Linked DNA regions of Gossypium hirsutum: region 1 is linked to region 2. A link is a contact called in public Hi-C data. All regions are on one chromosome and are shown on one strand. Each heading gives the region's core, a stretch centred on a gene start, on an enhancer-like site or on the middle of the called end of the contact. The rest is flanking DNA. Distances are from core to core; before and after follow the strand shown.

Region 1 (6,985 bases), core at 3,279-5,778, 220 kb after region 2:
AAGATATTTTTGGGTGACTAAAATGAAAGTGACCTAAAAGTTGGGTGATTAAAATGAAAATGCAAACATGATGTGATGTGTACAGATAATCGTCGTTAGAGATTTAACGCTTGGATAACTAAAATGAAAGCGCCTTAAAAATTAGGTGACCAACTAGGTAATTTACCCTACTTTTTGAGTAAAATGAGAAAATTTTAATTTATGTACCGCTTTTGGAAAAAAAACATCTTTAAAACCCAATTTTGAAATTGGAGTATTATTCAAAGGTGAATTATCAGTACTATTATTAAGCCTTATATATATTGAGTTGGTGTCAAATCAATCGAGTCTCAACTCAATTAAAAAATTAACAAAAAATAATTTTATTTGCAAATTATGTTATATAATTATGTGAGTATTTCTGTTTTTTTATAATTTATAAATTAATAAAAAATTATCCATAATGAGATTTGAATCAAGAACACTATGCATATATAAAACCTTTTCATTTACTAAAGTAATTTTTAGTTTTTATTTGAAACTTTAATGAGCATATATATATATTCAAAATTTTTATATATTTGTGTATATGAATAACGTTGTTGATTGAGTTAGTTTCACAAATGAACACAACACCAATTTAGAATTGATGGTAAAATAATGATAAACAATTATATTTGTATTCTTAATATGATATGTTTTTTGTGTTTAAATTTAGTTTTAATCACAATCTAATCTAATGTTTTTATTTTAAATATTGTACCTATTTAAGGTGTTATTAGCTATTATTATTAGTTTCAAATCATACTTTTCATTATTTACTATATATTATTTTTAAATACACATTTATATTTTAAATACGTGATTCTCATACACATACGCGTATGATAAATTTTTTAATATTAATAAATTATTTTAAAAATGATTTAAAACACGTAAATTATACAAATTTAAAATTTAAATCAGATTTAAGGTTTGGGTCCAACTATGAAAAAGAGAGAGCCTAACTTTGCACTATGTCCCATAAATATTAACATTAATGGCTAATAATTTAATCCAAGATGAAGCGAAAGTCAGTATATGAATCCATGTCCTTCCCACGCTTTTTCATTAAGAAAGCTTTCTTTAATAAATTGTAAAGCTTGTGAATTTACCAACAGTCAGCTGCTTAATCAAGTGGTTGACAAACCTCAACAAATTGCTTTTTCTATTTTTCTTTTTAATCTAATCCTAAAACCACCCTTTGTGCCTGCTTCATAAATGATTCATTCTACTTTCCTTGAACTTAAACTCATCATATATAAATATTAAATTTTATCAAATATAACTCTTATTTTATATACAATTATTACTTTATATTACGGGTAAATTAGATACTTACTATCATTAAAAAAGTTTAAAATTAAATTTATTTCTAATAATATGGCATTGTCATTGTGCTTAAAATCGAAAAATTAGTTATATGTAATAGAATATTAACACTCGATTACAGTTTTGTTGCTCAAAATATTGTTGTAAACTAGCAATTATAGCTAATTATAATGGGTTTTATTCAAAGATTTTTGATAAAGGAAAGTATTCTCTAGATCTATCAATTTCCTCTGGAGATAGGAAGTCAATGAATATGAATGATTAGCCAAATTGGGAAGATAAGTTGGCCAAGACAGCATATGGGTAGAGTTTAGTCTGATTGGTGAGAATGCCAAAATAACTATATATGATAATCAGAGATGACATACAGTTAAATGTGGAAAATATTTAACATAATAATTAATTTAATAAATGATGATTAGTAGGAGATGGAAATCGCTGCCTTGATCATCACTTTAATCCTATAATTGGAGTTAAAGTAAGTAATCTTTATCAACTAATGTGTTTTATGGGAGCCATGGCCAGAATCAATCATTTTTGTATGCTCCATTTGCTTTAATTTGGTGATTTTGATATCTACTTCAACCTCCCCCACCCCAACCTCCCAAATAAATAAACAAATGGTTAATTCATTTTAAGTTATTGAATTTTAATTTTTTTCTCATATTAGAGTCTGAATTTTTTTTTCCAAATTAGATCCTGAACTTAACGGTTATGCTCACATTATTATTATTCAAGTTAGGCCTCGAACATAACAATTATTCCTACATTAGGGTCGAACTTTTTTTGTCCAAGTTAGTCCTTGAAAATCCTAGAGCTCAAGCTCCAATGTGAAAACAATTTTCAAGTTCAGACTCTAATATGAGAATAACTCTCAAAGTTCAGAGATTAACTTGAATAATAAAAAAAGTTTAAACCCTAATGTGAGAAAAGATTTCAAATTGAAACTCAAATGTGGGAATAATTGCTAAATTCATAACTAAACTTGGACAAAAAAAAATTCAAATTCAATGTGAGAGAAATTGTCAAGTTCATATTCCAAATAGTGATTTAATCCATAAATAAATAATAACTGTATTATATAAATTCGAATTAATTAAATGTCGAATAGGGATACATTTTTAGGAAGATTCCACATCTAAATAACGAAGTAACCAATTTGGAAATGGAAGGTTGGATGATATGAAGGCAAACCAACGAAAATGGTAAGGAAATAAAGTTAAGAGAAGAAGAGAGAGAAGATGGGGTTGGGTTTTGCAAGGCTTTGGTTGTGATTCGGTCACCATGTCGTTAATATCTTCTAACTCAAACCACCATAGCTTTAATCTTTGGTAAACCATGAGGTCCACCATGATTCGCTTCCATCCATATTTTTCGCTCTGTGCTTGTGATGGTTGCCTTAATAGCTCAACGCCAAGGCAAAGTGGCAAGCAACTTAACACATATCATTAGTCAATATGTTTTAGACATCAAGTAACACATTCACTAATAGTGAGGAGTTGGTGGGAGGGAAAAAGTCTTCTCAGTGTTATTTTAACCTTAATTCACTTTACATTTGTCCAAGTTTAATTTAAAATATATGATTAAAATTTTGTTTAAACCAAATAAAATATTAAACTTAAACTCATTTTAAACCTGATAATATTTTTTAATTTTTTTTAAAAATATTTATATTAGTATTAATTTAATATTTAATAATTTTATATATTTTCTCATTTATTAAAATTTTATATATAGACATCTTAGCATTTTTTAATATTTACATTATAATATTATATATTATTATAGATTTAATTTTTTATGTGCTATAATACAATCTTAGGAAGTGGGGCAAACTTAGACCTTTAATATTCGAGCCCGAGTTTGGTCATTACTTAAAACGGGTTTAATTTTTTTTGTCTAATTCTATTTTTTGGATATAATATTTTTACTCAAATCTTTTCAAATTTTGGATGAATCTTTAAGCTTAAGTGAGTAATTTGACCCATGAATAGGTTTAGTTAGGAGCAGGTAGTGACTTCATTTTCAAAATTTTCAAATTTTCACTTTTAACTTTCTACAATTAGTATAGGTCAATGTCATAGTTGGCCTCTAAGCTTTTATGTGTAATGTGGTATCTGTACAAATAAAATGCTCAATTTGTTGTCATGTGCAATTTGATATATGAATATTAAATTTATACATGAATTTTGCTTCAATGTGCAATTTGATACATGAACTTTTATTTGATGCAATTATACACATGAAACTTGTATTTTCGTTCTTATGTATACAAGAAACTCTAATTTTGATTTAATCATACACATTTAAAGAAATGAATACATATATTTATTTTTATATTGGATTAATATAATTGCTCTGTATGTAATATCCAATGTAAAATGGTGGTAATTCAACAATGTTGTTAGTGATTTGAAAATTGAATCGAATCAAAATTCATGTATAAAATCACAAAAAGTCAAAATCCATATATAACATTACACATTGAATCAAAATTCATATATAATTATGATATTTATCCCTTTTTATTTTTTTATATAATATAATATGATATGATTTAAGCGATTATAGGAGCTGGATCAATGAAATGATAATCTTGGGCCTTGGCTCAATGAACGTGAATGTTGACGATCTTGGCGAAAGCTACTTTGCAGAGTAAATCCTATAAAATAATATTTCTGACATAAAAAAAAATCTGTTACTTCAAACAAGTTTAATTAATAAATAATTAATTTCAAGTTTTTAAAATCAGTTGATTTTCCGTTCGATTGAGTAAATTTTTTAAAAATTATGAAAAATCTAAAATAAATAAAATTAATTTAAATTTTGATTCAATCAATTTTTAAATTTAATTCAACTCAATATCTTATTTTAAATCATAATTTTTAGTCCAACTAATCTTAATATGAGGTTGGGTTGAATTAAGATAAGTTTAAATAGATGATATATTTACATATAATTAATGTAAAAATAATAATAACGATAAAATTAAATACTATAATAATATTATAACTTAAAGATAAAAAATAAACAAAATACATATCACACCCTATTACAGCGGTTAAAAGGTTTAGTTTTTGATTTGAAACTAAAACCGAGAAGAGCAAGAAACATAATTAAAACAGGGGTCTCAACATCACAAATTTTTACGGTTATGAGACCTCTACCTTTCAAAATCATAACTAAATTAACCCATTCAATCACTGCAGTTTCTGATTGGTGCACCACCCCGGCCCCCACTCTCCCCTCCTAATTAAAAATTGATTGATTGTGATTTTTCACCTATCATTTAATTTAAAAAGGATAAACACAGAAAATGAAAGACACCCATCTTTTTACAAACTTCATCAATGTACCACCCTCAAGATTAAAGAGCCTGGAGGAGAACATGGACATATATATAGCAGCTTATTACATAGAACCAGAGATAAAAGCATGGACATGACAGACGGTTGATATCTACAGATAACTGAGACATACATAACAGAAAAAAAAACACCAAAGGGAAGAAGAGGGGCAATCTCACAAACAAATCCCTCCATTCTCTCCCTATTTTTTTTTCTTTTATTATCACTGGATCGATGATATCCAAACAAAGGTCTAAGATAGGATGATAAACTGAAAACCCTGAGTGGCAACAAGACACACTCTCTGACAGTTATTCAGAAGCTTCGACAAAAAAAAGGAGCTCGCTTTGCCCATTCAAAGCAATTCCACAATGGTCTCTTTCTGCATCTTCCTTTACTTGTTGTTGGGGATCGAATGGTTTCTGCTTCGTTTCTGCTCAGCATTTCCCACATCACTCGCACATCCTCGTATTCGCAAGAGCTTATATCTTTTCGAAGCTTCATATGAGCTGTTTCAACACATGATAATATTGGCTAAGGACAGAGTATGAATTTTAGCCTTTAATTTACATATGTCAATCATCCATTTCCCTCTAAATTATTTCTTGGATTCCCATTTATTTTCCAGAGATTCAAGAAAAAAAGAAAAAAATTTCCCTTTCGTCATTTCCCCCCTGTTAAGCATTCAAGATTAAGAATTCAACAAAACCCATCAGATAAAAATAGCTGTTCCACAATTTATAAATCATATACGAGACAAAGAAATACCGGCCTTCAAAAAGGCTAGCAATTAAAGGTAAGGAAGCCCAAATCCATGTAATTCCCACATGCAAATTCTTGTTCTTTACAATTCAAGTTTATAAAACTCATTTCTTTAAAACTTTAACACCAAAATCTTAATCCAAGTTGTCTGATAACGAAAACATTTAAATTGAAAAAGGAAAACAAAACCGCTCAGACAAGATAAATGCAAAAGCAAAAGAAAAAAAAAACTTTCTTTTAATCTGAACGGAAATTGAACATCAGCAAGTCGGCGGCAAATGAACTGAGACTAACCACTTTTACGAACGCCGAAGCGGGTGGCGACACCGCTCCAAACTCTGCGAATTGGAATAGTCATTCTATCAAACACCTGCATTTTTATACCAACGGAAATTTCCTCTATTTCGTCCGGCTGAGAGGAGAGAGAGAGAGAGAGATACAATTCCTCCCAGAAAATTTAAAGAATAAGAGATTTGATTTCAACTCACCTGCAACACCCCCAAAAAATAAAGATGTAAAATACCAAAGGAGATTGTATATAAAAGAAAAAGGAACGAAATTCAAAAGTGTAATATTAACCTTCTCTTTCGTTCTCTGTCTTTATTCCTTTCTCACTTTTTTTCCTCTCTCCTCTGGAAATGCCTGAGCTCTCCGTCCTGTATTTTAATGGCTTCTTTTAGGGGAATGAAAAAAAAAACAGAGACAAAAGTACGGTGATGACGTCATCGTGTCTTCGTGTCACTTCCTACCCGTTGGGAGTTGGGACCTGTTTTGGATCCAATGCCTCTAACGGAAAATCTGCTAATCGATACTGTTGTGCTTTCCTTTCTCCCACACGTGGGGATTTCCTATTGGTTTCGTCTTTTAATGTATCGTACAGTCACGTGGGTGTATCATGTTATTGGACCCTCCAAGGTTTTACCCGGGAGACTTTTGGCGAATGGTTTTAGAGTGGCGCGTAGATTAATTCGCTGAACTCGGGACCTGAATGAATTAGTCGCGTGGGCTTTACCGCATGAGTAAGCGGTGGAGGGAAAGTAGATGAAAGGGCAGGCGAGCGTCAGAGATTGTATGTGATGGAAGAGGGAGCTACGTGTCGTTTGAACAGTGGTTTATTGGGGAAGAGAGACACGTGGTGCTGTTTTGCTGGAAGTCTACGTTAATCGAAGTAAAATATCTAGCATTTCTTTGACCTAAATAGTAACACAAGCATTTCTTTAGTCGAAAAAAAAAAGACATTTAAAAGGGTTTTGCTTTTTTTAAAAAAGAAAATAGTTGCTAGGGTTTTGACTTTTTTTAATATTTATGATAAAATATCTTAATGAATTATTTAAAATATGAATTTGGTAATTATTTTGATTATTTAGAGTTAATTTTTCAATTTGATAATTATATTTTTGTTTTTGTTTAAGTTAGTTCTTGATATTTTTTAAAAAAGTTTATTCAATTGACATGAACATTGTTAATAATGCAAGATGACGTGAGTTCGAGTGTGCTGAAGCATCTTATCTTTTTATTTATTGGTT
Region 2 (6,776 bases), core at 3,711-6,210:
TCCTTCTCCTTTCTTTCTTTTTCTTTTCTTCTCCTTGCTGCTGCTTCTTGCTTCCCGAGTTGCTGCTTCTTCTTGCTTCCAGAAGTTGTTTTTATAATGGGGCGGTGCCGCCTCTGCCAGAGGCACAACCGTTGCCACCTCTGGCACCCACACAACCCTTTTTTTTTCAACTTTTTGTTTTTTTTTCTGCTTCAGTTTTGTTTTTTTTTTCGTTTTTAAGCTTTTTTTTTCTTTTTAACAGAAAATGGCAGAATGTGTGGGACCCAGGGTGGTCACGCCACTACCATAGGTGGTACCACTCTGGTCCATATCATTTTCGTCATTACTTTTTGCCCTATACCGTTTTAGTATTTTTTTAAAAAAACTATATTAGTAAAAAATCCAGATAAATTTGTATCCCTTTTGAGAGAACTCTATAAGAGTTAGGGCTTTGTTTTTGGGGTTTCAGTTTGTACGTTTAGTACATTTAAGTTTATTTTCTTCATATTGTACTCTCGTTTGTTTACTCATTTAGTAAAAAGTTGAAACTTCCTTTTCTCGTGGTTTTTATTCTCTTCGGAAAAATTTTCCAAGTAAAATTTGTGTTCGATCTTCTCTACCTTTTCTAGTTCGTTGTTTATACGAATCGATCCCTAACAATTTCATTTTTACGGTAAAGTATGATAGCTGCCCTTATATTAAGAGACAAATTACATTTTATTCTCTCTACTCAAAAAATAGGTAAATTAGTCTATGTATGTTAGTTCAAAGAGCATATTGGTCATTTTTATTAAAAATTTTGTCTATTTGTATTATTGAAAATTGGCGTAGCTAACAGAATAATCAGACAAGTGATATGTTGCATTCCATGTGTACATCATGCCGGTGTATAAAGACTAACTTTTAACCGTAGAAATATATAAAATTTTTAATAAAAGGATTAATTTATCTTTTGATTTGACATACATGAACTAATTTACTTATTTTTTAGTAAAATGACAAAATACAATCCAACTTACGGTATAAGAACCTGCATTATTTTTTTAGTCAGTTTTTCTCAACTTCTATCCTTCTCTTGCTTGTCCTTTCCATCATTGTTAATTTTTGTCCCATTTTATAAGGGAAAATTATGTACTTTATCTCGAATTAATCCAAAAGAACATAAATTGAAAATAATATGAGCAGTTATATCTCCTATTAGACTCTTACCTACACAAATAATTGAGAATTTAATGCTCTTTTATAAACTTGTCCCTAAGAACCTGTTTCTCGTCAATTTCGTAAGACTAGGTGATCCTAATTATTGCTGTCATCTTTGAAATTTGATGTAAAGTAGTTGCATGTGATTATCAATTAAATAGATAAGAGTTTAGCAGTTGAAAAACAAGTTTCAAAACCAGGAAAAGGGACTTACACCACATTTTAAACCTACTTAAAATTTCATCTATCTCGAAATATTACATTATATTAATTTTTACAAAATTAAATAAAAAATAAAAATCTTTAATTTAAATATATAAAAATTGTCACAAGTGTTATAAATTCTTTTAAGAGTTTAAGAAAATTAATTATGGTTAAATTTTAACTTGTCAACACAGGAGAATGTAAATTCGAACATATTTATCCTCTTATTAAGGTTCAAGAAAAATTATAAATAATTAGATCTAATCAAAACCAATTCGAGTAATTTGAGTTATTTTACATACTTTGTGAAAAAGGCAAAGTGATAAAAAGGAATAATTTGAATTTTAAACAAAACCCATGAACTGGAAGTGCATCTTTTACTGCGCATGTGAAAGTTAAGGCTAATAAGGCAAATGGTCTAAAGGCCATCTATAGCCATACCATCTCTTCACTCATTCATATATTCTCCCATTTATAATGGTTGCTGCTACAAAGTTAATTTCCACTGAAATATTATATCAACTTAAGGTGCGCTTAGCTCCATTTCCAATATTGAATCATTACCAATCAATATAATTAAAAGCATGACCTATTTTTATTTTCCTCCATATCTTTCATAATTTATGTAAAGGATCTGATTAAATGTAGTACCAGTAGTAGTAGTCGTCATTTGATGAATAATGCTCTAAATTTCAGTTTCATTGATACACCAAATACCTTGGCATGGAAGGTATTATCGATGGTGAATAATGTTATTTTTCCGTATCCTTCTCGTTGACATTCTGTCAAAACTTTTGCTTGACTCGAGCAGTTGCCGGTCGCCATATGGACGACTTTAAGGCTTTGGGAAGATGAAACATAAGGAAGCTATAATAGTTACAAATTAGGGGAATGGACATGGGATGCAGAAAGAAAGGGCCAAAGGGAGCATTACTATTTTAATGTAGAAAAGAGAAAAAGACATAACTTGGTAAGCAGGACCCTTTTTTTGTTTCTCAGTGTCATTGGGTTCTGTAATAAAAATGTTGAGAATCAGAGGAAAGGGAAAGCATGCAGTGGCTGGTGTGATTGTGTCTTGCTTTGCTTCCTTTATTGTCGTTTATACATAGGCATGTGCTTGTTTATGTGTTATGTTGATTCTTTTTGATGAAAGGCGAAAGCCAAAATTTAAAACTATGGGTCCATAGACCCACCCAATAAGCCCATCAAACAATGAATGTTGGCTAGTTCTTTCAACTCATTCAAACGAGACAAATATGCTCCAAGTCTAATGTATAGTTGCTGACGAATAAACTTATAAATGCACATGTAAGCTATACCAGTTAACATCTGATAATACAATAACAAGAACAAACATTAATATTTCATGTACCTGGAACGATACTTGCACCTTATGATATATCAGTCTATCACAACTCAGTTTTCAAGGGTTTTTGGCACATTATGCTTCCCTGAAAGTCTAGTAAAGCATATTGCAGAAGCTTCGATCTCTCGTCGCCTGTCATGTGAGAAAACCCGAAACCGTTAACCCATGTGTCGACTGCAGCAGGCACGGCGGGTAAAATTAGCTTCTGCACCCCCAGTTTGGCTAGATTCTTTTCAAGTTCATCCACCAAAGCTCGACACATGCCGCGGCGGCGGTGGCTGAACCTGGTAGCAACAAGGGACATTTCGGCCACAATGTCACCATGTACCCTTACGGTAGCCACGGAAACCAGATCATTGTTTTCCTCCAGAACCGCAATATAGAATCCTTTGAAATTCAATCGTTTCAGCTTCGACCCTTGGCTGAAAATCACAGCTTCAACCAGATCTCTCCCTGTGTAAGAATCTTTACTAGGCTCAAAGCATTCATGCATCACATCGAGTGCAATATTCAACTTACTGTGATTCTCTGCACAAGAATCCAGGCCATCGGGGCAATCAGTATAGCCGTCGCCATTAGAGCTTGCCTTCGACTTCAGCAATGTCCAGGTCAGATTGTTCCCCACTGGAATTGGTTTTCCAGTAAGATTTTGCAGGCTGGAAAAGATGTTTTCACAGCTATGGCTGCAAAACCAGTTGTTTTTCCTAGCCAGTTCATTTGATTCCTTCAACTTGAGGCATCCAATGTGAAATTTACACTCACATTGTTGACAAGCAAGAAAATTATCATCATCACTTACAGTTCCAATACAACAAATGCCACAACAGCAGGAGGGGCAAAACCAGTCACCATCTGGAACTTCCTTGAGGCCCACGCAATTGACATGGAAAGCAGAAGGGCAACGATCACAGCAAATTAACTCCCCCCCATCGCAACAAGCAGAGCAAACATCATCACTCCCACGTGGATTTGAATCGCCCTTCTTCGCAGATGTGGGGATCGTCATCATTGAATCATGCACTTGCCTTTGACAATCAGAAAGAGACCTGCCACTGCCATCGTCCAAGATTATATTAGCAGCCGGCCTATGGTTGGTACTACCCGCATGAGCCTCAAAGGCGGTGAGAGCAAATACCCTGAAACAACAGTCACATTGAATCCCAGTACGAGTTATCCTTCCTCTCATCAATGGATTCCCTGCCTTATTCCGGTAATACACTTTCCCCAAAATCGAAACCACATTGTTGTCTATCAACCAAGAGAGAACAGTTCTTGGGTTACGATGAGATGAATTCGGAACAAGATGCTCTCGTATTCTAATCCTCTCTCGTTTGATCACCCGAGGCTCGGCTTGATTTTCTTGTTTTCTCACCTTCTTCCCTCTTTTGGGTGGCGGCAGGGATTTAAATGGAAGAGATTTAGGGAAAGCTGGATTTTCTTGAGTTAAACTCTTTCTTTTCAAGGGTTTCTTGGGCTCCAAGTCAGCAGCCACGGCCACGGCCATTCCTCCTCCTCCCTCGGCCCCGGATGTTTCATCGATGTAACCTTTGCAGGCAGCTTTGAGTGTATAGTAAACCTTGCCTTGCGGTGACTGATATCGTAACTCTTGTCTTCCGTTCTTCTGAGCATACCAAAAAACCCAACCCATGGAAGAAAGATGTTTTTTGGCTTGCAGGGTAGTTTCACTTCTCTTAGTACCAGGTTCTGCTGTACCCCCATTCTTGTACCAATTGAACACCGCATCTGCCATGCTTGACTTTTTAGGATAAACAAATTAGATATGATATAACATTAGTTTAAATAAGTCGACTTCTACTTCGATTAGAAGTCTTGAAGGATAAACAAAGCAAAACTGAGAATTTTATACTCTTGGGTTTATTATTTATAGTAAAATTTTGGTGATGTCGAAATTAGTTTTTTTATGGCGAAGTGGGCAACGATTGAGCTTAAGATAATTATGAAAATTTGCTGTTATTGGGTTGGGTCGCAGCTCAGGAAGTCCAGTTGAAGTTAGATTCATATAAAAACTCGTATTTAACCAAATTAATACTTTAAATCAAAATCAAAAGTTCTGTTTTTACTTTTTCCATGAGAAATTATTTTCAAACTTTTAAAAACAGATAATCAACAGTTCAATCTTTAGCCACCCTTTTCACTTTTTTTTTTAAATTTAAGAATCTACAAATTTAATACTTCTTTTTTCTTTAAAAACAATTCTACAAACTTCTCCCAGAGTCCGGGAACTCTAAACCCCCAAACTCGCCTCCTAAAAAGTAAAATTACTTTAATCACGTGTCTAACCCTAATTCCACGTGCTCCATCCCTACACTCGCCTCGTGTCCCAACCTGCCAATTCCCGAATCCCCGTTCGCTTTTCTTTTTACATATAAATTAGGGTTTGTGTAATTTTCTAAATCCATTCCCTTCCCTTGGCTTTATATTCTAATAGGGATTTTCTGTATCACTTTAATGGCTGCATCCTCCTCCCATTCGCTTCTGATATCGTCTTCCTTGTTCTGTTTGGATTCTTTTTGGGTTTTTCGTTCTGTCTATCGTTGTTTAATTTCAAACCTATCTCATTCTCAGATTCTTAGTCAACCTTGTAGTTTCTAACATATAAAAACCGACGGCCGAGAAGTAGTCACCAACATGGGAAAACGTGAGAATTTTTTTCCTCTATTCTTTTTTTGGGTAATTTTTGCTAATTAATTTGATTAAATTTCTGCCTTTTTGACTTTCCAAATTGCTATGGATGTTAGATGATTGATTGTTTGGTGAAGTCGCGTTTGAACAATTTTCTATTATTTGTCTTGGGGTGTGTTTGGCGTCGGTTTTATATTTGTTTTGTTTTAGGTTTTATTTAAGGCTGAATAAAAATAATTATATGAATTTGGCAGGTAAAACTCAGCGCAAAAATGCGACGATGTTAGATAGTGACGATGATAATAGTAGTGTAAGTTCATCGTCGACCATGCATTCCGATCGAATGTCGGTTTCCGGAACTGAAGAAGTAGAGCTTAATAAGGATAGTTTACTTGATGAAGCTGTGGATAATTTATACGAAAAGAGGTTAGATATAGTTGGATGAAAATTTGATGCATGGTTTTCTTGTTACTGTGGTTAAGGAAGAATAGTTTGGTTAGTTGAAATTAGTTACTTTGTCAAGTTCTCGAGATTTCTCAAAAGTTTTTAGAATAATTATGCTTTTGACTTGGATGTGGCTCAATTGGGCGTTTTTCTCCATTTGTTGAAGGGGTTCAACGCGAGAGAAGGCTTTGGCCTCGATTATCGAAGCTTTCAACAGCAACTTGCAGCATGAGTTCGTGGAGAAGAAGTAAGTTGCTCTCAAGTGGTCTTTAATCTTGGGTTTGATTTATTTTATTGCAAGAATAGCCCAAGGATTTAGGATCATGGTTCTTGAAACGCTAAGAATTAGGAATAGCACACATTCGGTGGGATTCATTAGTTAGTCAGACTTGAGATTACATAGTATTAGATTGTCATTTTCTATTTGCCAAGTATATTTGCAGGTGTGGGTGGAAGTGTTTCTTATGATTCAAATTCATGGTACTTGGATCCATATGCTTCTAACAGTCATATTTTTGTCTTTGGCTGTTGTTCAGGTTTGCTACATTACTGCACCGGTGCCTGAATTCCCTCAAAAAGGGGTCCAGCAAAGAGATATCTTTAGCTTCCCGTACCGTTGGTTAGTTTTGAAAACTTTTGCAAATTGTAATGCATGCATGGATGGAAGAATTCAAGCTGATAATTTGTTTTGGTAGGTTTGCTGGCTTTAACTATTGGTCCTGGAGACAAAGCACGGGAAATATTGGAGGAATCAATCACTCCTGTTTCACAGGCTTTTAAGTCTGGTTACGAATCTTCTAAGATAGCTTCGGTATGCTAGAAGTTAAATTGGATTTTGTCCCCCTAATATTTTGTTGGTATTTAGATTCTCAGCCATTTGTTGTTTCACATTACCTGGTTTCTTATTGTAGTTACTGGAGTGTTTGGCTATCATCACTTT

Evidence for each region. A called contact is a pair of places that touch in the nucleus more often than the background predicts.
Region 1: a Hi-C map of leaf shows a contact between it and region 2, with 2.2 times the contacts expected there. The contact joins the enhancer-like site here to the promoter of LOC107951416 in region 2. A contact is called at or near these places in 4 of 34 Hi-C or Micro-C datasets (all in leaf).

What each region holds. Positions count from the first base shown.
Region 1 is chrA02:21,050,908-21,057,892 of Gossypium_hirsutum_v2.1, forward strand. No RefSeq gene overlaps it. Among protein-coding and RNA genes, the nearest start is that of LOC107951415, 16 kb to the left of the region's middle. Within about 2 kb of position 4,529, at least 8 of the 9 cell types and tissues checked have an H3K27ac peak or open chromatin away from gene starts, as enhancers often do. A contact at or near this core is called in leaf, where this site is marked.
Region 2 is chrA02:20,828,927-20,835,702 of Gossypium_hirsutum_v2.1, forward strand. LOC107951416 (interferon-related developmental regulator 1) reads left to right here and starts at 4,961. Exons shown (of 13, transcript XM_016886467.2): 1 at 4,961-5,408; 2 at 5,647-5,818; 3 at 6,003-6,083; 4 at 6,373-6,455; 5 at 6,532-6,647; 6 at 6,748-6,776. The coding sequence starts at 5,399. LOC107952270 (increased DNA methylation 1) reads right to left here and starts at 4,499. Exons shown (of 1, transcript XM_016887537.2): 1 at 2,793-4,499. The coding sequence starts at 4,499. The coding sequence ends at 2,793.